Regions from separate parts of the Mus musculus genome. Here region 1 is linked to region 2. The links are chromatin contacts, called in public HiChIP or PLAC-seq maps. All regions are on one chromosome and are shown on one strand. Each heading gives the region's core, a stretch centred on a gene start, on an enhancer-like site or on the middle of the called end of the contact. The rest is flanking DNA. Distances are from core to core; before and after follow the strand shown.

Region 1 (3,764 bases), core at 409-2,908, 350 kb before region 2:
TAGCATCCTCTACCAAACTCTGAGGACCTGTCTTGTTCCTGCTTCATCCCAAAGCATAGGTTTTGGTTTTTTGGTTTTTTGTTTGTTTGTTTGTTTGTTTTTTGTTTTCACGTGTCTTGTGGCACCCACAAGGCATTTTATTTTCATAAAGGTGTTGCCATTTTTCTTGATCAAAAGGACCATCATAAAACTTGGCGTAGCTCTCAGAAAAATAAGATGAATGCAGAAATGTGGCCTTCGGTCGTTACTCATGATCAGAAGAGAATCTTCATGATCTTGACCTTGAAATTGGTGCAGTTGGTGAAAAAAGTAGTAGCCTGTGCCAAAAGCCATCTGTCTCTGCCCCTGGAATTCATCCCACAAGAACCTTTAAGATGAATCCTTGGGCTTCCCCTTCTAACTCACTTATAGCAGGAAATGTGGGGTTTTTAAAAACTAAATTCTTTTTTGTTCCTTTAAAAATTTCAAACAATGCATTTGATCATACTTTTCCCCTCCCCAAACCCTCCTAGATCCAACCCACCCATCCAACATCACATGTATCTTTCTACATATCTTTCTAAAAATAAATAAATAAAACCTCCAAAAATGAAAATCAAAACAAAACAAAAACCCAACCAACCAACCAACAACAAACAATAAGATAAATAAATAAGTAAAAAAATAAAAGACAGAGGAAAAAAATGGAATCCATTTGTGCTGTGCAACTACTGCTGGGTCCCAGGCCTGCCCTGGAGTGTTGACATTGGAGAGAACTGATTTCCAGAGTGTGGTGTTTTAAAAGCAGCTGTAAAAGCAGTTGCGATCGTTAGGATGTTTGCCCTTACAGAGAGTCAGAGCAAGCATCAGCGCTGGCATAGCTCCAATCCCCAGGGCTGTAGGATATCTAATAGCTTCACCTGGTTCAGGACACGGTAGCTGAAAATCTTCTCTTTTGCAGTCCTCTTTTGATGATGTTTTCAGGCCATTCACACAGTGCCAGACTATGATGGTGGCTGTTCTTTGGAGGCCTGGCCTCAGTATAGCAACATTCCTTTCAAACTGAGATGACCAAGCTGAGCACTAGACTCCAAAGATGGTCAAATCCTAGACTAGGAAATGTATTCTTCTTTTATATTAAAATAGAGATTAGCAGCTGGGCATGGTGGTGAATGCCATTAATCATCTCCCTTGGGAGGCAGAGGCAGCTGGATCTCTGAGTTCAAAGCCAGCATGGTCTACAAATTGAGGACAGTCAGGGCTATAACCGAGAAACCCTGTCTTGAAAAGCAAATGAGGGGCTGGTGAGATGGCTCAGTGGGTAAGAGCACCCGACTGCTCTTCCAAAGGTCAGGAGTTCAAATCCCAGCAACCACATGGTGGCTCACAACCATCCGTAAGGAGATCTGACTCCCTCTTCTGGAGTATCTGAGGACAGCTACAGTGTACTTACATATAATAAATAAATAAATAAATCTTTAAAAAAAAAGAAAAGAAAAGCAAATGAACAGATGATGACAATAAAATGTAGAGATCAGCACCGAAACCTACTAGATCTAGCTCTCTCAAAGAATTAGACTGTAAAGTCATAGCTCACTGGGCATCTATCCAACAGGTGACCTAAAATACTCCGACATGGCATGTGGGAGGAGCCTGTGGGCATGGGGGAGGAGCCTGTGGTTCTGGACCTGCACCCCCAGCCTCTTCTCTGAGGACTTCCTGTCTCTGATACTATCTTTAGTTCTGCTCTGATGTCCTCGACTCTTGCGCAAATTCCATGAACTTACGTCTCTTTTAAACCTCCGCTTGCCTGTGTTTAGTGTACCTTGAAACCAACCCAGTACAACCTGTCATTGCAAATGTCCCCTCCCACTGCATTCATCCTCCAGATCTAACCTCAACATCCACAGAATCACTGAGGGAGCTTTTCAGATACCGGCCCAGTGGGTTCAGGAGACTGGATCAACGTCTCACTAAGTTCCCAGCTGTCACAGATGCTGCCGGTTCAGAGATCACACTTTAAAGAGGTGTAACTGGTCACGTTTCTTCAACTCCCCGACTCCCAGTTCTATGGAAAGGGAACTTTATCTTCTTGGTCTAGTTCTGCCTACCCGGGATCGCTTGGTTATTTTGATCTGATCTGCTTCTGGCAGAGGAACAGACGATTTGAGTCACACAAGCCGGGCCACCTTGGTTGGCTCTTTCCTCCGGAGTCGTGGGTATACTGGGTAGCTGAAAATACCAAAACATGCATCCAACAGGATTCACTAAAACTTCCAGCTCATCTGTGTAGAGGTGGCCTGTTGAACCAGATTTTACCCCCCAAACCTGTGATTTAAACACACAACTGTCTCTCTTCTCTTAATTCATGTCAAGCCATGACTACACATGAAGTGAAACACGTTTCTAGGGCACGGGTGAGCCCAGTACAGTGCGAATCTACCTGCTTGAAATGGGTTTCCATAGTTTATATCCTGTTCTTCTGCCATCTCAGAGAGACAATGAAGGACAGACAGACTCTCACGTAGCTGGCCCCATTGTTGAGGTCTGTGAATCTGATCTCCAAGTGCGGACTGACTCCTACAAGAGCCCAATGTCGTTCAGAGCCAAAGCCTCCTCTCTTTCTGCTGCCCTGTGCATCCCAGGCAGGATACCTGCATCCTCGGTATCGGGGCGCTGGGATGGATGGTGGCATTTTAACTTCACTTGCCGATCGATCTCAGTGCCTTCTCTTTCCAGCTGGCCCCAGCGGCCCTTTACTTCCTCTTTAAGGATGAGGCACTCGGAGGAGGGCACAGAGGAGATGACAGGGACGGATGGGACTGTACTGTGAGACGTCCTCTGGCATGTGTCTTGGGGAAAATAAAGAAGTGGTTCTAGCTTGTGGGGCTTAGAAGAGATCCCACCATAATTTATTTCAGCCTTGTCTTTGGAGTAGGTCCTATTGTACATTAACTTTTAAAAACTCAAGTCCTAGAAAATCGAATGAGCCATCTGAGGTTTGCAAGAGGTCTTCCATAATTCAGAGTTCCGGTATATTCATTTAATCAAAAAAGTAGCCCGTTTCTACATCCTCACTTTGTCAGTTAAGAATCAGAACCGTAACTAATAGGAATCTGGAAGCAAAGAAAATCGGATTTCTCCCAGAGACTCATCGGGCCAAAAGGATACTCACACAGGACCACTTTAGGACTCAGCTTTCGAAGCCCATGAAGAAATGGGAGTGTCCAGGGGAGCCATGAGCATCTGGAGGGCTGAATTATACGGGATCCGTGCCATGCTTGTGGTGAGTCTATTCATCACGAGGCTTCACAAGGGCTTTTCAGTTTCGCCAGTGATACATAACACAACTCAATGACATCCTTACTTTAATTTTCTTGGCAACGCCTCTCTGTACTTTCCCCTCTTCTTCTTTTTAGCTTATCTGTAATTCATCTTTGGAGTAACCACAGAGATTTTCTCTGTTTCCCTGGGAGGCAACTTTAAAGGCATAAAGATATGTCCCTAGTCTTCACATTAGCTTGATAATTTTTCATTTTCTATGACTGTCACTTCTTTTTCATTGATTCTTCGTGAATTTCACATTATGAATCATAATCCACTCATCTCCCCTCTCCCTTCATATCCATCTTCCACTCTTGCAAGCTCCCCAAAAAAGAAAACAAACAAATGAAACCCATCTCTCCATGAAAGCTGTGGTGTATCACACAGCTTAGCCTTTTGTGCACACAGCTTTATTTGCAAATGTTCATTGCATTGAACTATTGGTCTTCTTTGAGGCCTCT
Region 2 (4,273 bases), core at 595-3,094:
CAAAGGGAAGGTGGAGGAAAAGAGGAAAGGGACATTAGATTGGCCGAGAATCAGACTGTCCTTAAATTGTACATCACTCGGGTTTCTAAGTCTGTGTCCTTGACATGCAAGCTGTCTCTCTGAACTCACATGTTCTGTCTTCTCAGTTCTCATTTAAAGGCTTCACTCTTTTTTTTTCCCTAACACTGTATCCCCCAAATAGGTGCTGTTTATAACCAACGTCATAAATAAAAGATGGGGGAAAGTAATAAAAATGAATTACTGTAAAGAGAAGAAAAGACATAAAACCAGAGAGGCTTGGAATAAAAGAGCAGTCATGTAATCCTTCAGAGAAAAGGGAGGGCTAGGGAGGGACGACACACTGAAGTCTGGAGGCTACAGGAACTTCTCCGTGGGAATGTTGAGAGCATTAGGACTGAGTTTGTGCACAAACGATTTCTGCCTCTCACTCTGAAACATTATTTTTAGCCTTAAAAAACAAAGTCAACCAAAGAAGTTAATTTGGTAAGAGACGCTGTGAACAAGTGGAAAGAATGCATTTCTCACCAGACTGTCTTTTTCCACAGATAAAATTGCTATTCCAGATTTTGGCACCGGCGCCATGGAAAATTGGGGACTTGTCACTTACCGAGAAACAAACCTGCTTTACGACCCCCTACTATCGGCCTCATCTAACCAGCAGAGAGTGGCCAGCGTGGTTGCCCACGAACTTGTACACCAGGTAGAGAGGGCCTCCCTGAAACAAATCCACTTGCTTTTTAAAACTGGCCTCTTTCCACAGCAGTAATACAAAGTGTGGATGACTAACGAAGTGAAACAGACCCACTCAGAACATCCCACGTGAAAGCTAGTCTAAGCCTTCACTAATATTTTACTGCACAGAAACTTTCCAGCGGTTCTCAACCTGTGGATGGTCACCCGGTGGGTGTCAAATGACCCTTTCACAGAGGTTACCTAAGACCATCAGAAAGCACAGATATGTCTATTATGATTAATAGCAGTAGCAAAATTAGAGTTACAAAGTAGGAACAAAAAATAATTTTATGGTTGGGGTCACCACAACGTGTGAAACTGCATTAAAGGGTGGCAGCATTAGGAAGGCTGAGAACCACAGTTTTAGACTGTTTTGCATTTAATAAAAACACAAGAGACCTTCCTATAACATTATATATTCCTTAAATTATATTAATAAACTGGAGAATTTAACATTCCTCAAATCAAGATGAAGTGGGAAATACATGTTAGGTACAATACTGATTGCTTCTGTGTCAGTTACAAATCCACGCCATGAAATTTCCTAGCACCTCCCTACTGCGAGAGTAAGCATCTATTTCCCCGTTGCTTTTCATTTCAGTGGTTTGGAAATACTGTGACCATGGACTGGTGGGACGACTTGTGGCTAAATGAAGGATTTGCTTCGTTCTTCGAGTTCTTGGGAGTAAACCACGCAGAAAAAGACTGGCAGATGGTGAGTCCTAACACAATCTGAATCTGTTTCTTCGTGGAAACCCAACTGAAGCCTTTGACAGAGGTCTAGGATCAGTGTCAAATATCCGTTGTGAAGGTAGTCAGAAGCCAGGAGCCAGGAACTTCCCCTGAGCTGCTCTTTGCCAAGAGCCTTTACCTGGTCATTGAGGCAGTAGGGAGCCATAGACAAACACCTGTCTAGATGGGGGATCAGGGCAGAAAGTGTAAGAAACGCCCACCTTGCATTTCCAGGAAGTAGGGTGTCAGCCCTTCCCAAGTCTTATTTTATAAGCTCTTTGACTTGAGCTGGTTGCTGCAAGGCTGTGATGTGGTGAAAACTTAGCAGTTAGGTGCAAGCTCACATCCTAAATGCATCAGCTCTCAGATGCACAGCAGGAAGCCTGGCCACAAGCGAGGTGCACGCTCTTCTCTGGGTCAGCTCTCCCTTTCATGTCCGATGAGAGCATTGTTCAGTATCAAGTAAGCGTTCAAGTTGTCAAACTGTAGGCTTAGTGAACGTTCTCAGTGTGCTCTCAAGGGACCTGGAATAAAACTTTCCAGGATTGCTACAGAATTTTCTTTAGGAAAATTAAGCCTTTTCTGTTTGTATTTAGATCGTGTAAGTATTCGTCTCTGGCTGAATATATGCATGTGTGTTCACTCCATAGATGTGTATACCTATCTCTGTGTAGATGTAGATTACCATGAAGTATGTAGAATACTGCCCTCTACTGGACTAGTTTGTGACATTGAGTAACTTACCTTGTCTGCATCCCTTTAAAAAGAACTGCCTCGTCCAGTTGTTGTAAAGGCGAACAATAAAGTGTATTTAAAGGGCTTAGTCTCCCACGTGAATTTGATAAAGAAATAACAAGACTGCTCAACTTGGAGTTATTTTTATCTTTCTCTGACTTCTGAAAGTATTTTTAAGTGACCTCTAAACTCCAATGCTTCCTAAGTGTCGCTGAAAAGCTACTAAAGGGCAAATTTAAAAATACAGGAGCACACCATCCAACAGAAGTTTAACTTCCCTGGGGCGCAAGAGTCTATAACAGTTTTCCTTTTTCAACTTTAAAACTTTTTTTTTTCCCTGCCTCCTGCCTCTTCCCCCCATCTCCTCACTGTCCCAACTTTTCCTTCTCAATTTTATGTCCTTACAAAACAAACAGCAAACAAACAAATGAAAATACACTCGGGTGTAGGACCAGCTACTGGAACATGGGGTAGACTTTCCAGGGCCACATTCCTGAAGAAAAATGGAACCCTCCCCTGCATAGCTGCCATCAATGGGGGTGGGGCAGCTCCTAAGCTAGGGGTACATAGCATAAGCTCTCCCCAGTCCAAGCTGGGAAGTTTGGTTGACTTGATCTTGTCCCTGTAGTCCCAGCTGCTGATGTAGGTTAAAAAGTTTTAAGAAGCAATTGTTGTAAATCCTACCCCCCCCCCAGGACTCCCCCTCCCCGCTTGAATCCACAGAGATCTGTCTACCTCTGCCTCCAGAGTGCCGAGATGAAAGGAGTGTGCCATCAGCCTGTCCCTTGGGAAATCTATCTTTTACATTAAATACTTGCATCCCCCCTAACCTTCTTTGAAAGGTGAGGGGAACTGCTCTGCAAAGTTGAGTCTTTAAACAATTTACATCAGGGTTTTTCCACCCGGGAACTATTAACATTTGGGGCAATGCTTTGTTTCATGGGCCTCCCTATGCAGTGCACACTAGCCAGTTCCTGTCACACTCTCTACTGCTAGCTCCCCTGTCCCAGTGGTGACAAAGGCTAGGAATAGAGATAAAAATAAACAAGTAAAAATCTTCAGTTGCCGATCATCATGACAGTAAACATTGATGAATTCGTAATTTTTTGAAAATAAACTACACAACGGGTAAATAATTTTGTCTTTTATTTTTTCTATTAAAGTATTTTGGTGACCTCCCTTTATCAAATTCTGATATTAAACTGTAACATTTGAATAGTCAGTTAAACTCCAATTTTGATGTTTCAAAACACCATTAAGCCCAGCTTGGTTGTAAACGCCAGTGAACCCTGCACTTGGGAGATTGAAGCAACAGAATCAAGAGTTCAAGGCTAGCCTGAGATTCTTAGTGAAGCCCTGACTTAGAAAACCAAGGCTGTGGATGTATCTCAGTGATAGAGTATTTTGCTAGCATGGGCAAAGTCCTAGGCTCAATTCTCAGGACCGGGAAGGGGTGGGGGTGGGATTGGTGTATTCTAGAATTTATTACTCACTCTTTTACCCCTCAGTGGAATATAATCACATAAATAGCTGTAATTTGCCCCCCCTCCCTTCTTCCTATTTATTCATCTTGCATTTACCTAAGAGCAGACAATCAAGTCATTTGATAAAAACATTTATTTAGTCCTCACGGAGTTCCCAGTTTACGGCCTTGTGTGGAAAGGAGTCTGGTAAATAAGTTAGAAAGAAAAATCCCATGAATACCTCTGTGACTTACTTCATCAGTGACAACTTTTTGCTTGAAGAAGATAATAACACTCCCCAATGATGTGAGAGGCAGGGTACATTCAGAAAAACACGGGTTTTTCTTCTCACTTAAACCTCTTGACATGCAAACCGAACCAACCAACCCACCCAACAAACAAAATTCAAGTCAAACTGTGATTGTGGGCATCATCCAACCACAGAACCTTGTCTATTATGAAGGGCAACCATGACACTGGGAAATATAAGTTAACATGACAAGCACCCTTTTTGGAAATATTTTAAGCTAGTAGAAGAACTAAAGTGTTGATGTTTTTTGTTTTTTTGTTTTTTTTTTTTAATTAGTACT

Evidence for each region. HiChIP or PLAC-seq counts read pairs in DNA pulled down with a chosen protein or histone mark.
Region 1: a BATF HiChIP or PLAC-seq map of CD8 T cells shows a contact between it and region 2, with 6 read pairs. The contact joins two enhancer-like sites. A contact is called at or near these places in 5 of 484 Hi-C or Micro-C datasets (the HPC-7 cell line, bone marrow-derived macrophages, cerebral cortex and 2 more), 10 of 115 datasets of contacts at active chromatin or transcription factors (CD8 T cells, Th17 cells, acute myeloid leukemia and 5 more) and 3 of 9 other capture datasets (adipose tissue, embryonic tail and liver).

What each region holds. Positions count from the first base shown.
Region 1 is chr3:129,656,930-129,660,693 of GRCm38.p6, reverse strand. No RefSeq gene overlaps it. Among named protein-coding and RNA genes, the nearest start is that of 6330410L21Rik, 95 kb to the left of the region's middle. Within about 2 kb of position 1,658, at least 32 of the 459 cell types and tissues checked have an H3K27ac peak or open chromatin away from gene starts, as enhancers often do. A contact at or near this core is called in CD8 T cells, where this site is marked.
Region 2 is chr3:129,306,217-129,310,489 of GRCm38.p6, reverse strand. It overlaps Enpep (glutamyl aminopeptidase), which reads left to right. Exons shown (of 20, transcript NM_007934.3): 5 at 567-721; 6 at 1,355-1,468. Among named protein-coding and RNA genes, the nearest start is that of Enpep, 24 kb to the left of the region's middle. Within about 2 kb of position 1,844, at least 29 of the 459 cell types and tissues checked have an H3K27ac peak or open chromatin away from gene starts, as enhancers often do. A contact at or near this core is called in CD8 T cells, where this site is marked.